3 separate regions of the Zea mays genome follow, and all the other regions are linked to region 1. The links are chromatin contacts, called in public Hi-C maps. All regions are on one chromosome and are shown on one strand. The core of a region is the stretch at or near the end of the contact, and the rest is flanking DNA. Distances in the headings are between cores, read along the strand shown.

Region 1 (3,287 bases), core at 385-2,884:
TCTTTTCATGCAATTATTGTGCAACCAAAATACCAGAAGTCATGAGAAGTTCTCAAAATTTTATTGATGAATTTTATTTACTCAATCGATCTATCAAATTTTAAATCTAATTTATCCTACGTTAAAGAGATATATTAAAAATATTCTATCATTTTTGAATTCTTCATATCCACTACCGGAATTTGGCTCTTCGCCGAGTGTCAAATATTTTGCCGAGTGTCACGCAAAAACGGTCTCGCATGTAGAAACTATCAAAATAGAACTTGTAAATCTAGAAAAGTTATGTCTTTTATTTAGTGCCTTAAATAATCAAATTACTTTCGATTGGTTATAGTATATGAGAAATGAAAATGTAATATGGACATAATTTATATAGTAGTGTAGTGGTAAATGAGGGTATGCGCGAGGGAGGTTGCGAGTTCGAATCTCACCATCCACAAAACATACAAAACATGTAAATATGATACAAAATAATAGTGAAAAATGATTAGACGATGAGTATGGTAGTAATAGTTAGTGGTTGGAGAGACGTTCCTATAATTTAAAAAATGTTTTGCTGTTTTTTTGGGGTTTTTTCGATTCTTAATTTGTCGAGTGCTTTTCTTTGCTGAGTGTCTGAAAAAAGTACTCGGTAAAAAATCCTTTGCCGATAAAATGTTTACCAAGTATTTTTTTCTGAGTGTTAGGGTTTAGGGTTTACACTCGGTAAAAGTTTTGACGAGTGTAAAATGACCTTTGCCGAGTGTCTATTTTCAAATGGAAGATTTACTCCCGCAGTTGGGTCACGGGCCGTTCAACCACATGTCGCAGATAGTTCGCGTCACCGCAGGAAGCATTGCATGGCGGTCCAGTGATCTATCACAGACCGCCATCGGCATTTACCTCGCAGAGCCGAACGTAAGGTATTTCTCATCATGAGAAGACCCTATGCTTCGTTGTTGTTTGTCTCCAAATAGGTGGTGGCCATCATATAGGTGGTGTCCTATAAAGCAACGATAGAGGTAGAGTTCAATAGCGTATTGGAGATAGTGTTATTTATATTACATCTTATTTACTATATCGTTCTCCAAAGTCTCGACCCTACTGGATCATCACCAAGGTCTATACTCATTGTTGTGACGATCTAGGGATCGTTAGTGATTGGTGTCTAAATTGACGCCAACACTCTATACATAAGGCGCTCTTTTGTTACGTTTATTTATTTTTATACTTTAGACAATGAATTATATATATATATATATATATATATATATATATATATATATATATATATATATATATATATATATATATATATATATATATATATATATATATAAAGATATTTGAGAGTATAATACTGAAAAAAGTTCTTAATATATATCTTAGGTGAATGAAACACAGAGGAGGAAGAATAGAAGGATACTCTCGAGACAGCGCGAGGATACGGATATAGGGTCGGTTGCATTATTATTATCCACGATTCCTGAGATGCTTGATGGATCGATGCCGAGCAAAGCCGAATCAGCCGTGTATATTTGTTTAATATAATAATTACAGCTTGTTGCTGGTTTCAGCCGCTGAGCAGTCTGGGGGCGTGCTGGTCCTCCCCGTCTCCGGTGGTGGTGGGCCGTGGGGCCCACCGTGTCCAACATCCAAATCTGCGCTTTTGACCGGTTTGGAATAAAGTGATGCTGAATGTCAGGCCATGCCACGTCCCTCTTTGATTAGGGTTTGAAGTCTACCAGTACAGCAGTACTACAGGTTTATGACCCCTAGGCTACGGCATAGCAGTAGATTATACTAGCTAGCTAGAGATGGTGAAATGATGGGATAAGCGAATGATATGCATAACGGAGTACTTCTACTACTACTCATGCAGCATGGAGCCATGGAGTGCCTGTTAAAAAGCTACCGCTGCAGTAACGATGGAACACCAATATATATCTCAATTATATTATTGTGAAAAGGGATCATAGAAGAATAATAGATAATTGCTCCCAGGTCTGACTACCCTTTCCTTGCTGCAGAAAAGGCCATGGATGCTTTTCCCAGATGTGTCAGCGGTGGAACTAGTAGTTAATTTAATAACCACTACCATCATCATCTCTCCAGCATTTACATATATTTTACTGCGCTGCGCCAGCCTGATGCGCAGAGGTGTATGTATGATGCATGGGTCCGTTCATTCATCAATCAGCCGTACGTGCATTCTCTTTGATTACCAGCAGATCACGCGCGCGACCTGAACCATATGTGTTGAACAATCCCAGATGGATACACGCAAGTCGTAGCTGGACTGGACCTCATAAATATTTTCAATAACAGTTGAATCAAAACCTAGTACGATGAACAGAAACAAAATAGAGTAATAGGATTGTATACCGTTGAGACAAAGAAGTATACCCTGCAGCAGTAGATAACGGGCATGGTCAGCTTTCTTAAGTGGCGGAGGATGCCTAGAATTTAAGGTACGGTGGATTTTATGTATGACTACATGTACAAATCTGTGTACATGTATAAATAAACATGTGAATTGGTCAACTAGACAGGGGATTTACCGATTTGGGATTACCTGATTAGGAACGAATTACTATTGAACGGTGTCTTCCTCCTTCGCTCGGTGCCCGCGTGTCGGGGACCATAATTAGGGGTACCCTCAAGACTCCTAATTCTCAGCTGGTAACCCCCATCAGCACAAATTTGCAAAGGCCTGATGGGTGCGACTAAGTCAGGGATCGGTCCATTCGAGGGACTCGATCACGCCTCGCCCGAGCCCAGCCTCGGGCAAGGGCAGCCGACTCCGGAGGATCTCCGTCTCGCCCGAGGCCCCCCTCCAGCGACGAACATACTTTCGGCTCGCCCGAGGCCCAGTCTTCGCCAAGAAGCAACCCTGGCCAAATCGCCACGCCAACCGACCAAATCGCAGGGGCATTTAATGCAAAGGTGGCCTGACACCTTTATCCTGATGCGCGTCCTCCAGTCGATAGAGCCGAAGTGACCGCAGTCACTTCGCCGCTCCACAGTCCGGCCTGACAGAAGGACAGCGCCGCCTGCGCCGCTCCGACTGCTGTGCCGCTCGACAGAGTGAGGCTGACAGGCAGTCAGGCCCGGCCTCAGGCACCATAGGAAACTCCGCTCCGCCCGACCCAGGGCTCGGACTCGGGCTCAGTCCCGGAAGACGGCGAACTCCGCTTCGCCCGACCCAGGGCTCGGACTCGGGCTCAGTCCCGGAAGATGGCGAACTCCGCTCCGCCCGACCCAGAGCTCGGACTCGGGCTCAGTCCCGGAAGACGGCGAACTCCGCT
Region 2 (3,014 bases), core at 54-2,553, 150 kb after region 1:
GTGACCGGCGATGCCTTGGGTGACTTAAGGCGCTTGACGCTGTCCTCGAGCATGGCGAGAGCGCTGAAGTCGCCTTTACCGCCGGAGAGCACGAGCTCCGACTGGTGTGGCGGAGGGGGCGCCGGCAGCGCGGGCAACGCCGAAGGGTAGACCAAGGACGGGTCAACAACGACGAGGTGATGATGGTGAGACACGGGTTCCGCCGGCGTGTACGCGGGTGGCATGGAATGGCGCTTGCGACTGCCGGATTGTTGTTGTTGGTGGTGGTGGTGGTGCGGATTGGAGTGGTGGTGCGACGAGGAGGGCGCGATGGAGGAGATGGGGACAGGGGATGAGGCGGTGGAGTTGGACGGCAGCGCGAGCTGCTGCGTGGGCGTGGGCGCCGGCTGCAAGGCCGAGGCGCCGGCGGGTCCCGGCGGCGGGGAAGCGAAGTTGGGGCAGGTACCACGCTTGAGGTGCTCGGAGGCGGTCCTTGACGGGTTGGAGGCAGAGAAGACGGCGGAGCAGAGGGCGCAGCGCAACTTGACGGCCTTGGGCGGCATGCCGGTTTCGGCGGGCGGGACGAGAACGGGCTCGAGGTGCGCCCAGTACCAGGCGCCCTTGCCCTTGACCGCCTTGGCCCGCACAGTGAGGAGGGCCTCGTAGCGCTTCAGCGCGGCGCGCGCGGCGGCCTCCTCGCCGACCATTGCGGGCGCCGCGGCCGCGGCCGCCTCCTCCTCCTTGGCCGTTGCCGTGGACATGGCAGCCGGGCCCGCCTCGCCGCCCAGCGAACAAGGGGCAGACGAACCGACCAGCCAACTAACGATCGGCAAACCGATCGCGAAGCGCGGTACGGAGAAAAGAAAGGGAACCACCCCACCCCCTCTTCCTTTCCGGTCACCAACCCGCCAATCGAATCCCGCTGTGGCAGCGGCGTGGGATTTCCCGCGGCGGGCGGCTAATGCGGGAGTCGGCACCCGGCGGCGCGCGCGGACGGCGATCGAAGCTGCACATTGGGCGGCGGCGGCCGCGGTGGGCCGTCCATGCGCGCGCGGGGGCCGGGGGGGCGGTGGGGTATTTCGTGGAGGTTTTAGGGGGTTTAGAAAGGAAGATTTGGGATGCGGGAGAGGAGAAAACAATGCGATGCGATGCCGATGCTGCAAGGTAGAAAGGGAGAGGAGAGAGACAGAAGAAAAAGGGTTGATAGGGACAAAACGAGGACGAGATCGATGAATTGAAGAAGAGTCTCACCCTCTCGACCGTGTCCGCCAAATACCAATATATAATAGTATGTGAATATGACATTTTTTTTTCTTTTTCATTCAACCAGCCAAAACTGCTGGGGAGGAAGGAAAGCAGTCAATCTGTTGTGAGGGGCGATATAAACTACCAAAATACCTTTCAAAAAAGCATCATCTATTTTATAACACAATTTAAATCCTAAAACATCATCTATTAGTGGAGAGGTCACCCACTGGCCACTGGCGTGATATTTGTGCTCACTGATGGTGCAGCAGTTGCTGTGCTGGTAGCGGGCGGTAGGCGGGGTGAAGACTAGACTCGGATGGATGGGTAGTCATATCGAGGACGAAGGAAAGATGGACGATGGAGATGGGAAGGAGTGCACAGGCCAAGCCCCATTCTCACCATATCAAGAATGCAACACTGTCCTCTTGGTATAGGTTCAAGTAAAGCCTACAGTATATGAAGAATAGTATACTAGGAAAGACCACGCCTGGTACACTACAATACTCCGGGTTGTACATACCATAATGACCTAGTGAAATAGATAGGTTGCAAAGCAGCCTTCAGAGTCAGCAACGGCAGCTAATGATACAGCCACTGAGGGACACTCGGATAGCTGGTCTCCCTGTACAGGGGAGGGGGCTACTGTATCCTTCCGCGCTACTGTATTCCCTCCAGATTAATTGCGTTCCCAACATAGACCCGGTACCAATTCTGGGATGGGGTATGACACGCATTGCCACCCACCTGGAAAAAAAAAGCGCTATTCACATTGATGGGCGACGTTTGAAACAGCTAGCCACGTTCGTTGAATTTCCTGGATTTGTTTCAAGGACACACAACAAGGCGTACATGCATGGATTATTTACGGGTTCCAGATGGAAACCGGGCGCAATCTTGATTGCTGCTGCTTTTTTTTTTTCCAAATCCACGCCAACTTTTTATGGGCAGAGGGCTCATCTCTGTCTTTAGATTTGGGGGAAAAACTTCAGTTGTTGTTTGGATCACTGGTTGAAATAATAGATCTGTTGGTTAGAAAAGCTATTGTTTCACAACTGTTCAGGATGACTTCAAAAGGACCTATTAATAGTGCTTTGGTCCTCGCCTAGTATTTCTCTTTTATCTTTGTAGATGAACCTAGCTTTGTAGTTTGTACATATTATTGCTTGCACCATTCACAAGTCATTTCCCCTCTCTGAAAAATCAATAAGATTTACTCTAGGTTCTTAATAGGCAGTAGTAGCGCAATATTTACAGCTGAGAAATAGAGAAACAATGTACAAAAACAAAGGAAATGTATAGGAATGAGATTGTAAAACAGAAAAATAGAAAACGTAGAAAAAAGATCAAAAGTGGTGTTTGTAATGTAGGAATCCATGATACAAGAACAAAAAACACATGAATAATAAGCTAACTCGCAATGTGTCCGTACGTTGCTACAGTTTTATTTATATTTAAATATAGAATAAACATAAAAACATATGTGTTTCGTTGGCTAAGTAGGTGTGAACGTGGGTTTAAACCCGACAACCATGGTTTGCATCTCCATTTATACGTATTTTTAGTATTTTTACTATTTAAATTAAATGTGGGAAAACATGACGAAGATGGAAACCGTGGAAACTTGAGTTATCCGACTGTCCCTCCATGGTTGTATCATTAGCTCTACGCCATAGCTGACTCTCAAGGTTGTCCCTCCATGGTTGTATCATTAGCTCTACGCCATAGCTGACTCTCAAGGTTGCTTTATAACATACTCTCTCCGTCCATATGATTTAGTCATTTTAGAT
Region 3 (3,314 bases), core at 332-2,831, 210 kb after region 1:
TGAGATTCCAGGCACTTCACCAAGTGAGTCTTCAGGTGACTCGCAACCTCGCTTCTATCATAGCAACACATACATTCAAGAAAATAATGGGTATGGTAACAATACACCAAAGTACAAGAACAAACTACTTAAGAATATTCCATGCATTGCTAAGAGATTGTAGGTTCGAGGATCACTAAAATCGGAGTTACAGTTAAAAAGATATAGTTTTCTGCAGTTCTTAGGAGATTAAATAAGAAATATATATTCTATGTTAATTAATATAAATCAAGTGAGAAAATATTACAATGAAATAGTTATTAAACCTTAATCCAAGTTACAACTTGATTATGGATCATATTTTAGTTAGGTTATAACTATAGATAGATTATCTTTGTTTAGCAAGATTAATATACTAAGCATCGGTTAAACCAATAGTTTTCTGATAACATGTTACCTGATAAAATAATGTTACAAAAAGCGTAGGCAATAATATTACGAAGCTAATGCAACTGGAATGGACTAAATCGGAGTTAAAATGGTCAAGTTATGATTCATCTAAGATTTTTAGGTTTATTTTTATATCAAAATCATTTTCTAGAGTTAATCCTAATTCCTGGACTGCGGGTAATAAACTCCAATAACTTAGGGTTCAATTTTCAAAGACAAGGACTCTTTTGCGACGTTTTTACTATGGGGATGGTGGGTTGAATGCGTAATAACATAGGAACACTTTAACAAGTTTGCTCGGCTGAAGGGGTACCCTTATACTACAGTCGACTGATTCCCATCCAATGGATCAGACTATATCCACAATCTATTGAACCGATACGCGATTCTGGCCCTCAGATCCGAGATCTATGATCAAGATTTTATGATTGCTTGATTTGCTCCGCATCATCGGATAAAAGATCTACGACTCTGCTTCGATGGAATGAAAGGCTAACTAGGATCTAATCTTAGACACCCGTCTTCCTCCCCCAGCTTCAGTCGGTGGCGCCGCCCAGTAACGTAGCGAGCCCACGCCGGAGAACGCAGATGCGCGGTTCCAGTGCTTTATCATCTAGTATGGAACACACTACTCGATGCTCAGGTCATAGCGAGTTAGAGAGAGTAGGTTCTTACTAAAATCGAACACCAGCGCGTGTAGTCAATGGAGAACAACGACTCGGTGGCAGTTCTTCAACATCGACAAGAAATCATCGTGCCCCAATGACTCCCCGCACTCGAGTTGTCGCTGGCCAAGATCACCACTCCCCGGCGCACCATCCTAGCCGCACACGGGACATCGAGCAAGGGCGCACATGACGATCTACGATGGTGGCTATTCGGCTGTTCCCCCGGTGCCACACTCTCTACATTGAGGAAACACCATGCCCTATGGCCCTGCTCTCTGGCTAGATGATCCCATGGGCCTGGGGAAGGTCCGTTTTTATATCCCGGCCAAGGACACCAGCTGGCAAACCGTTCTAACGGCCCCGCGGAGGATTTGGAGGTGAGGATTCTGTTTGGGATTTAGCGCGGAGTGGTGACACCTGGGAAGATGGTTCTGTGAAGATGGTCCCACGCGCCAGCGTCTCAGGTGCCAGTGTGTCCAGCACATGTGAGGATGAGCAATGGACCCTGCATGGTGGTGACCGGTCGCTAAATGGATTACTGGTCACAAGATGCAGTGGAGTTGGGCTAGCGTGGGAATGGGCTAGCTGGGTCGTTGGCTTGGTTGGCCTAGTTGTGGGAAAACGTGGCCCATGTGAGCAGTTTCCCATTTATATATTTTTCTTTTTTTAATTTAAGCAAACACTTTTAATCATGCCACACACATATTGTTCTCTTTGAAGAAAACATTATTTTGGATGTGAAGTTCAATTGAAAGTCCTTTCAAATATTCTTATTTATTATTTGTTGTTAAAATAAAATTTATAATATATAATCTCCATTAAGAAATACGAGTGACTATTTCAAAATATATAGCAAAAGTCCATATAATGATCTTTTGCATTTAATCGACTATATAGAGTTCATATTTATTTAGATCTTCAAAAATATTTTTAATAAATCCCTAAGCATGATTTTAGGTATTACAAATTATACCCCCTTAGAAATAATCTCATCCTCAAGATTAGTAAGAAAAGAGATATAGTTATTTCCGTTTTGTTTATAGTTTTAGTTTCTTGTTTTTTTTGAATTGGTTTCAATATCAAAAAGTTTTCTCATCTTTTCTCATTAATTAGTGAGTGATTAGGAAAGCATTAGCATTCTTTTATGTCTAGCCAACTAGCAGGCACAATGAGATTTGGTTGACAGTGAGGATAGGTCGAGGTAAGAAAAGTTAGGGTAAGAAAAGCTTTAATCTGGATGATGGATCTTTGACTCATTTTAGAGATCGGGTCTTGGTATTGCCATACGAGTTAGGGACATGTGGTTAAGACATATTTGTAGGTAAACCAAATAGCTTAGTAGGTAGAGTAGGGGGCTTAGCGGGGGGTTATAAGCTAATTGAGATTAGTCAGAATCTGGTTTTGTTGTTTTGCTTCTAGGTTAGGCTAGATAGGTCATACAACCTACTATGCATGCTAGTTTGTTGTTCACTGCCGAGTTGGGCTAAGGCACCAACTTAAGTTTAGGTGAACAAGGTGGGAAAAGAGGTTCTAGGTGTAGAGTTTAATCTATTAAATAATTTAGGTCAATTTACTCTACTGTCACACCCAGATTTAAGGGCCAAACCCGGTGTGAATCAAATGTGTGCTAGGATCAAGTCTCATACATATGATGACTCATGGTACAGAAGCAATGTCATATATTTGTTATAAAGTATAATTTCTATACAAAATAGTTAAATAATTACATCATACGAAGACAACGATCCTTTGCAACCATAGTTGACTTGGAGACGATGGCCTAGACCTCTCACGAACTCCTCGAGACCTCCTTCATGCTCCTCATCTAGTGGGTACATATCCTTGACCTGGGGGATATGAGTACAGCAAGGGTGAGCTGACATACGTTCATCGCTTAACAAGTTGTGGGGAATAATGTGCATGAGCTCACTTACAGTGGGGGCTCATGTGAAGTATAAGGCCTACCAAATAAGATGGTTAAAGCTGCGCATTGCTTTTAAAGTTGGTCAAAGTTTTATTAGTAGTTACTAAGTATAAGTAGATACCAACCCAATCAAATAAGAGATCAAAATTAATAATAAAACCACAATGAAATGCATATGATAGATTAAGTTTAATTCCATAATTTAATCATGCGAGAGTTCTGAGTCGCTCTTGACCGCGAGCACGGATGATATACCAGTTTTACACTCTGCAGTGGTTGCACCCTTTAACCAT

The links. Hi-C and Micro-C count contacts between places; a contact is called where the count stands out from the background.
Region 2: a Hi-C map of root tip shows a contact between it and region 1, with 8 times the contacts expected there. The contact joins the promoter of LOC103626874 here to the enhancer-like site in region 1. A contact is called at or near these places in 14 of 25 Hi-C or Micro-C datasets (bundle sheath, ear, leaf and 4 more) and 1 of 3 datasets of contacts at active chromatin or transcription factors (leaf).
Region 3: a contact with region 1 is called in a Hi-C map of ear, with 2.1 times the contacts expected there. The contact joins two enhancer-like sites. A contact is called at or near these places in 4 of 25 Hi-C or Micro-C datasets (ear, endosperm, leaf and 1 more).

The regions. Positions count from the first base shown.
Region 1 is chr5:128,949,563-128,952,849 of Zm-B73-REFERENCE-NAM-5.0, reverse strand. LOC100280502 (SNARE-interacting protein KEULE) reads left to right here. Exons shown (of 21, transcript NM_001153422.1): 21 at 1-69. Among protein-coding and RNA genes, the nearest start is that of LOC100280502, 93 kb to the left of the region's middle. Within about 2 kb of position 1,634, at least 16 of the 20 cell types and tissues checked have an H3K27ac peak or open chromatin away from gene starts, as enhancers often do. A contact at or near this core is called in bundle sheath, ear, leaf and 3 more, where this site is marked.
Region 2 is chr5:128,802,023-128,805,036 of Zm-B73-REFERENCE-NAM-5.0, reverse strand. It overlaps LOC103626874, which reads right to left and starts at 1,303. Exons shown (of 1, transcript XM_008647228.2): 1 at 1-1,303. The coding sequence starts at 740.
Region 3 is chr5:128,743,653-128,746,966 of Zm-B73-REFERENCE-NAM-5.0, reverse strand. No RefSeq gene overlaps it. Among protein-coding and RNA genes, the nearest start is that of LOC103626874, 58 kb to the left of the region's middle. Within about 2 kb of position 1,581, at least 15 of the 20 cell types and tissues checked have an H3K27ac peak or open chromatin away from gene starts, as enhancers often do. A contact at or near this core is called in ear, leaf and tassel, where this site is marked.